Regions from separate parts of the Mus musculus genome. Here region 2 is linked to region 1. A link is a contact called in public HiChIP or PLAC-seq data. All regions are on one chromosome and are shown on one strand. Each heading gives the region's core, a stretch centred on a gene start, on an enhancer-like site or on the middle of the called end of the contact. The rest is flanking DNA. Distances are from core to core; before and after follow the strand shown.

Region 1 (3,785 bases), core at 657-3,156:
ATTAGGAGGTGTGGCCTCACTGGAGGAAGTGTGTCACTGTGTAGGCGGGCTTTGAGGGCTCCCAGGGTTCAGTGTAGAAGAGAGACCTTCCTCCTGGCTGCCTGCAAAAGACAGTCTCCTGACTGCCTCTGGATCAAGATGTAGCCTTCTCCACCACCGTGTCTGCCTGCATGCTGCCATGCTTTCCCGCCATGATGATAATGGACTGAACCTGTGAAACTGTAAGTCAGTCCCAATTAAATGTTGTCGTTTATAAGAGTTGCCTTGGACATGGTGTCTGCTCACAGCAATAAAACCCTAAGACAGTCAGATTCTGTCTCAAACAGGGGAAAAAAAATGAACAACAACAACAAAAACCTTCCTTTCATTCTTCTTTTGTTGTTGACAATTTTAGACAAGGTCTCCTGGAGCCCAGTCTAAGTCATAATCCTGCTTTTACATCCACTGTACTGAGATTGCAGGTGTGTCAACCATGCCCAAGCCCAGGTTCAACATCCTTCCTACCGGAAATGGGTTGATCGACTTTAATCTGAGTCACATTCCCAAATTATGGGTTACAAGATGATCTGTGTTTGGAAATCCTAGCTTTGTGGGTGATATAGTTGAATGGTCTTATCATAAAAACCCCAGATTACTTACATGAAAAATCAGAGTCTTGAGAAGCGAGATGGCTCAGTGGTTCAAAGCACTTGCTGCTCATACAAGCACCCAAGATCAGTTTCCAGTAACCACATTGGGTTGCTTACAACAGCCTGGAAAAACAGCCCCAGGGGGTTCTGATACTTTCTTCTGGCCTCTCCAGGTACCGGGTAGAATACACATGTATACACATAAATCAAAATCAAAATAGCTAACATTTTAAAAAAGAAAATAAAACTCTCAAGGAAAACTTGGAGCATCAACCAGTTGAGACAAGCTAGACAGACCTCTGCTTCCTCCTCCTCTGGCGGACCCTCCCTCTTTGTTTCCTTTGTCTGGTTCTCCTGTTTGCCTTCTCTCTCCTCCTCTTCTTCCTCCTCCCCCTCTTCTGCCTCCCTCCCCCTCCTCTTCCCCTCTCCTTTTGGAACAGTCTTTCTGAGTACCCCAGGCTTACATGGAACTCACAATCCATCTGCTTCCACCTCCCACATGCTGAGCTCACAGGCAGGCCCGCAGGCATGCACATCTAGTTAGGGGGTTCTTAACTTCCTTCCGAGTGGATGAGCTTTTATACCCAACAGCCTTTTAGGACAGAGGCACCACCATCCCACTTGTGGAGAAAGCTGAACATGTGGTCTGCAGTCGTTGTCGTCCACCCCCCCCCCCCAGCTCTGCCTGCTTATTGGCCCTCCCAGGGAGTACAGACTGACCACTCCTGGAGAGATGGATGCCCACTTGGCTGAGGCAGCCACGGATGACAGCTCCCCAGTGTGGTTAATGGTGACCCTCTGACCTTCTCGCCTTTGATTTCCTTAATGCAATCGTTCTGGTTCCTTGCTGCCTGACAAAAGGTCAGCTCTTGTTTATCCTCTAATAAATGTGGTAGGAAAGAGAGGGAAAGAGGGAGGGAGGGAGGGAAGGAGGGAGTGAGAGGGAGGGAGGGAGGGAGGGAGGGAGGGAGGGAGGGAGAGAGAGAGAGAGAGAGAGAGAGAGAGAGAGAACACAAAAACCAACAGAAAATCTCACTGCTGTCACCAGATAATCCAGGGCAAACTGGCTCCTTTTTGGTTTCATCTTTGAACGTCTAAATTTGTGCCACACTTGACTGTGTTGTCACTGGCTGTCATGAGCAGCATCTAGCCCTTTTGTGGAGTAAGTGCTTCTCAAAAAAGACCAGGCTTTTTTTTTTTCTGAACAGGCTGTATTTTTGGCTGCAGTCTTGAACTGCTGGGAATGCAATTGCTTTTTAATTGGAACCAGCAACCAAGGTTGGCTTGGATTCAAAGCCAGGCCTCCCAGCATCGGCAGGGGCTACCATAGTCTAGGGACAGGGGAGTGGAATGGCCAGAGTGACCCACCTTCAGGCTGGGACTCCCAGGGGAGGATCTGTTCACACCTAAGGACCTGATAGCTTGGGATTAGAATTTTTATTCCCTGACCTAGAAAAAGAAGTGCTTGCCATTCCCAGGGACTGGCAAACCAAGAGCATGCTGCACAGCTAGGCAGAAGGTCTCCCCCAACCCAGCTGACATCTACATGGGTGGGATGAAGAAGCTCAGGGGAAAGGGAACAAAGGAATCTCAGAGGAAAATTATCCTGGTTTTCCGTCAATGTTACAGCCCAAATGTCCTTTCCTTCCCAAAGGAAACGGTTGCAGGGATGCATGTTCTCACTGTCTGTCACAGTGGGGGTAATGAATGTTCTGGAAGGAATAGATCACTTCAGGTTCTCATTGTGCCAAGTAATTATGTCAAATTAAATGTATTAATACAACAGTACCTTTCATTTAGCCAGTACGCTAAAGAGCCCATGCTTTAGCTGAACATCTACACAATGGCTTGCTATACCACACTCTCATCTCTGTGAATTCCTTTGATTCAAAATGAAAAAAAATTAATTTGAATAAATGTATGAAGGGCATGATGCTGAAGGCCAGGTCAGCCATTCATACTAAGAAGTAAAAAAAAGAAAAAGAAAGAAAAAGCAAAATGAACACACAAACACACATGTGCATACACACACGCATACACACACACACACACACGCACATGCACACATATGCAGACACACACGCAGACTATGAAGAGGTCAGCCCAGAGCATCAACAGATTATTTTTATATGCACTTAACTTCAGAAGGGTAACTCCAGTTAAATTCATTGTTTCACCAACTTGCCCCTGGTTGGAAATACTTGTTTCTGTTGTTCATGTCTGCACCCTGTCTAGGGCGGACAGACATTTCTTCACATCTCCTCAGAACAGGTCTTTGGCTTGATTACTTCCACAGAAAGGTGGGGTAAACAATTAAAAGCCAAGATGTGGCTGGATATGGGTGTGCTGGTGTGTGTGGTGGTTTGAATGTGAAACGTCTCCTTTAGGCTCACATGTTCGAAACACTCGGTCGCCAGTTGGCGGTGCTGTTTAAGAAAGCTATGGAACTTTTAGGAAGTAGAGCTCTGTTGGAGGAAGTATGTCACTGGAGGTGGGCTTTTGAGGGTTTGTAGCCTCACCCTACTTCCTGTTCTTTCCTGTTGCTTCCTGTTCAAGTGAAGTGCCATCTTCCTGCTTCAAGTTGTGAGAATGTTCTCAGGTTTCCACTGTCCAGCCTTTCCCATTATAATAGATTCTATCCATTGGGAAAGTACAGGGCAAAGTAAACCATTTCCTTTATAAGATACTTTTGCTCATAGCATTTTATCCCAGTAATAAAAACTAACACAGTATAAATTTGAATTTGGTTCTGATGGGTCACACTGGGGGACTTTCTCCCTTTGCTTTCTACACATTTCTCCAAAGCATTCCATCACTGCTGAGGGTCTGACTCCTCTAGACTGAAACACCAGTCTTTGGGTTTAGGTACTATTCCAGTTTTCCCATTGCACCCGGTATCAGAGCATTCTAGATTATCTCATATCGTGCTATCCCCCTTTCTCCGGGTTTTTTGTTTTGTTTTTGTTTGCTTTTTTGCCTTTCACAGCACTTGATCATCTACAGCTCCTCTCGTTTCCCAAGAGTTTGTGTATTAAACCCCAAATAAAAGAAGTGTGGTTTGTTTTCCATAGTGCACGGCTACTCGGGGCTCCAAGAAGGAGTCTGTGACATCTAGAAACATCTATTCTGTATTGCTGTGCTCCAGGCATTGCAGTG
Region 2 (4,067 bases), core at 794-3,293, 230 kb after region 1:
TGAGTTAGGGAGAGCCATCCTGAATGTGGGCAGCACCATCCCACAGCTGGGCTCCTGGACTGAATAAAAAGGAGACAGTGAGCTGAGCACCAGCATCCATCTCTCTCTGCTTCCCGATTGTGGGTACAACCTGACCAGCTGCCTCATGTTCCTGCTGCTACATCCTTCCTGCCTTGATGCACTGCATGCTCAAGCTGTGAGTCCTAAGCAATTCCTTCTTTATGTGGCTTTCCTCTGGTGTCTTGCCATAGCAGTGAGAGGGTGAAGCAGTGCAGTTGCCCTCCTGGTTTACAAACAGCTATCTTTGCCATGTCCCCATATGACACAGTCTTGTGTCTGTTCTGTGTGTGTGCGCGTGTGCAGGTGTATGTGTGCATATGCACATGTGCATGCAGGCTCACATGTGCATGTGTGTATGCACATTTCCTATTCAGTGATGAAGACTGAATCTAGCACCTTGGGTACCTTATCAAGCATCTACCACTACGTCACCCACCTCTCTCCCTCTTTCTATATTTTTTTAGCTCCACCTTCCATACCTTAGACATCCCCAAGGGTCTAACCGCAAAATACCATCTGTCCTGCTGCTACTTCCAATGAGTTAAAGTATTCTTTTAAGATTCAGAAAGTACACAAAACTCACGAGTGGTGTGTGACGCTATCCTTGGGGAGATGTGAACAAAGTCTCCTCACACCAGATCAAGAAGCAGTGACAGTACATGAGGACTAAAATCCAACTTGGTGAACGAAGTTTTTTTTTTGGGGGGGGGGGGCTGGGGGTTACTTACAGGACTGTAGGTGGGAGGTTACTTATAGAAGCAGCAGTGACTCTAAGACATCTGTATCACCAAAGCCCAAGCATGAGTGATAACTCACAAAAGCTGGACCTGAAGGCCCACACAGCATGTAGGAGAGCATCTTTTCCAGGCACCTTAGCTGGTCTACTTTTTGTTTTTTTGTTTTTTTTTTGTTTTGTTTTCTAGGCCAGCATTCCTCGACCTATGGTTTATAATCCCTTTAGGGGTGAACAACCCTTTTACAGGGGTCACCTAAGACCATGGGAAAACACAGATATTTGCATTATGATTCATAACATTAGCAAAATCACAGCTAGGAAGTAGCAACAAAAAATAATGTTACAGCTGGGGGGGAGGGGGGTGTCACCACAACATGAGAAACTGTGGAAAGGGTAGAAGCAGCTTTAGGGAAGTTGAGAACCACTGTGCTAGGCAATTCGCCTGGTCTCTGTGTCTTCCAGGCAGCTGGGCGTACATGACAATGTCTCTTAGTGGTCCTTACTGCTTACCTACAGGAGCTGGGGGAAGGGAGAGCTTTCAAATCTAGTCAGTTTCAAGGACTTCCTGAAGGCATTTTGCTTTATTTACTTCCTAAGCTTAAAGAGTTCCTCCCCATGTCCCTTAGGGTACCCCGTTGTTTCTCCTTCCTGCCAAAGCACAGTTTATTAAGGAAGGAACTCCAAGTAGGCAGGTTTTAATCTCAGAGGAAATTGCTAACATCACAGATCTCAGGAAGTTCCCTAAACTTAACAGCACTCCCTCCCCAAAGCTATTAAAACAGTAACAACTGCAGGGAAGAGAAGACCCTCTGGCCACTAAGCTGCCTGCTGCGTGCACAGGGACAGAGCTCCCATGAGTTGTCACCCATGCTTGGGGAGGACTTGGGGTTTGGAGTGATACAAGTGCGTCACCATATTCACACTCTTGTAAGCAACCCTGAAAAACTCACGATTCACTGAGCTATTGTTGATTTGGCTTGTTTCTTTGATTCATCATCAATGCCTCTCTGGGATGAATAGACGCCTATTCACATCTCAGAAAATAGTCACACAATACTGTCCCACTGATGGTTGGGGCTTCACCACGGAATTTGGGGGCAGGAGGGTGCAAACCTCAGTTGGTAACACACGGCTATGTACTGTTGGATTGTGGCCTAGGAGACAGCACAATGAATAATAGGTTCCCTGGTGGTGCATCCCCTGCAGCTCGGAACACTAGAAGTGCATTTGTGTCCATTAGCTGAGCTGTTCACGCAGCCTTTTCAGTTCCAGGAGTGATGAATCACTGCGATGTGCTCCAAGTACCTTTGGAACAAACCGTCCATAAATTCCCAAACTGCTATTTTATTCAAAATGGCATGTCTTACATGTATTATGAACTTTGTACTTCCTGGAATCTTTCGACAAAGATTATTTCATTTTATCCTCATTCAGCCTGTAGGGACATCGAGGTTCCATGAGGAGACTGAATGTGCTCAAGTCACTGAAGCTATTTAGCCTGCATCTAGAACCTGGGTTTCTTCACTTGCCAACAACCCAGTCTGTTTTAAAAAATGCACTCTTGAGATTGTTAAGATGGCTCAAAGATTAAGAGCACTGGCTGGTCCTCTAGAAGACCTGGGTTCAATTCCAGCACTTACAGGGTGACTCAAAATCATCTGTAACTCGAGTCCCATGTGATCTGACATGTTCTTCTGGTCTCTGAGGCACGTGGAAATACATGCAGTCAAAGCACCCATATACATAAAAATTTAAATTGAATGCACTCTTGAAGGGCAGGGTGGAACGTGCCTTTAATCCCAGCACTCAGGAGACAACAGTAGGCAGATCATTGTAAGTTCAAGACTAGCCTGTTCTACAAAATGAGTTCCAGGACAGACAGGACTATATAGAAAGTAAGACACTGTCTTAAGGAAGGAAGGAAAGGAGGGAGGGGAAAAGGAAGGAGGGAAGGAAAAAAAACAAGCAAGGAAGGAAGGAAGGAACGAAGGAATAAGAAACAAAGAAAATGCACTGTTAAAATGTTGGTGGAAATAACCTTACTCTTGTGATATGGACAGAGTAAAACTACTGTGGGAATCAAAACCCTAAGTAAAGCTACCCTGTAACCCAGCTATGCCACTCCCGAGGGTTAAGTCAGTGTACCACACAGAAGCCTCTATGCTCATGTAGATTTCTGCAGAATCATTTACAGTCACCAAGATAGGGAACCAGACTTGGTGTCCATCAATGGATGGATGTATAAAGACATGCAGTATGTGTGCACACACAGAGGAGTTTCATTCAGCCATGAAAAGGAATGAAAATTTGTCCCTGGCAAGGAAATAGAAGGAACTGAAGACCTTTACATTAAGTGAAATAAACTAGACTCAGACAAAACCTGCTGTATTCATTCATATACAGAATCTAAGTTTTAAACACACACACACACACACACACACACACACACACAAGTTATGAAAGCAAGAGGGGAATTATTTAGAGGAAAGGAAGGAGACTATTGGAGTAGAAGAGGGAGAAAGAAGATAGAGCTCTGTGTGTGTTTGTGTGTGTGTGTGTGTGTGTGTATGTGAGAGAGAGAGAGAGAGAGACTATCCTCACAGAATATAATAAATATAACAGGAGACGTTATAAGAAAATTCATTGTGAGTGCTAATTTTAAAAATGTAGACAAACAAAACAAAAAAAAAGAAAAAGAAAAGGAAGAAAATATGCATTCAGATTTCACTTGACTGTGATGAAGAAGACCAAAAGGGCCCAAGTTTCACTCTCATTGCCAAGCAAACGCTGGCACAAACATGCCCCCTCCTGCCTCACCCTGTGTGTGCAAGTGATTAACGTATGCCTCTGGCTTGTTCCGGCTGCCAATGCACCAAGTGTGTGGGTGAAATGAATATTTCTAATGACGAGAGGACGAGCTTGGCAGCCATCAGGCCTTGCTTTGGAGCAGATGGATGGAGAACATGTAATTCTATCACACAGGCTAATTGTATCATACAGGTTAATTGCATCACTTAGCCTCCTGTTGGTTGGAGAACCATACAAGTGAAAAAAGAACTGACCCAGGGTAGGATGGACATTGAGCTATTAAAAAAAAAAATAGCTCTCCACCTAGACCAGAGAAATCTGCAGGTGTCCATGTGTGGACAATCAGTCTATCTGTCAGATAGCTCAATACCACCGAATACCCACTGGTTCCCAGAGTCAACTCCCTCTTTTGGTCCTTGCAGGTACACACTTGCCTTATATGGCTTTATTTCCAGGAGAAGGG

What was found. HiChIP or PLAC-seq counts read pairs in DNA pulled down with a chosen protein or histone mark.
Region 2: a contact with region 1 is called in an H3K27ac HiChIP or PLAC-seq map of VIP interneurons, with 3 times the contacts expected there. The contact joins two enhancer-like sites. A contact is called at or near these places in 1 of 484 Hi-C or Micro-C datasets (nephron progenitors) and 2 of 115 datasets of contacts at active chromatin or transcription factors (VIP interneurons and embryonic stem cells).

What each region holds. Positions count from the first base shown.
Region 1 is chr5:130,937,240-130,941,024 of GRCm38.p6, forward strand. The region is part of intron 6 of Galnt17 (polypeptide N-acetylgalactosaminyltransferase 17); the gene reads right to left. Among named protein-coding and RNA genes, the nearest start is that of Gm40337, 84 kb to the left of the region's middle. Within about 2 kb of position 1,907, at least 62 of the 459 cell types and tissues checked have an H3K27ac peak or open chromatin away from gene starts, as enhancers often do. A contact at or near this core is called in VIP interneurons, where this site is marked.
Region 2 is chr5:131,163,893-131,167,959 of GRCm38.p6, forward strand. The region is part of intron 1 of Galnt17 (polypeptide N-acetylgalactosaminyltransferase 17); the gene reads right to left. Among named protein-coding and RNA genes, the nearest start is that of Gm40338, 81 kb to the left of the region's middle. Within about 2 kb of position 2,044, at least 18 of the 459 cell types and tissues checked have an H3K27ac peak or open chromatin away from gene starts, as enhancers often do. A contact at or near this core is called in VIP interneurons, where this site is marked.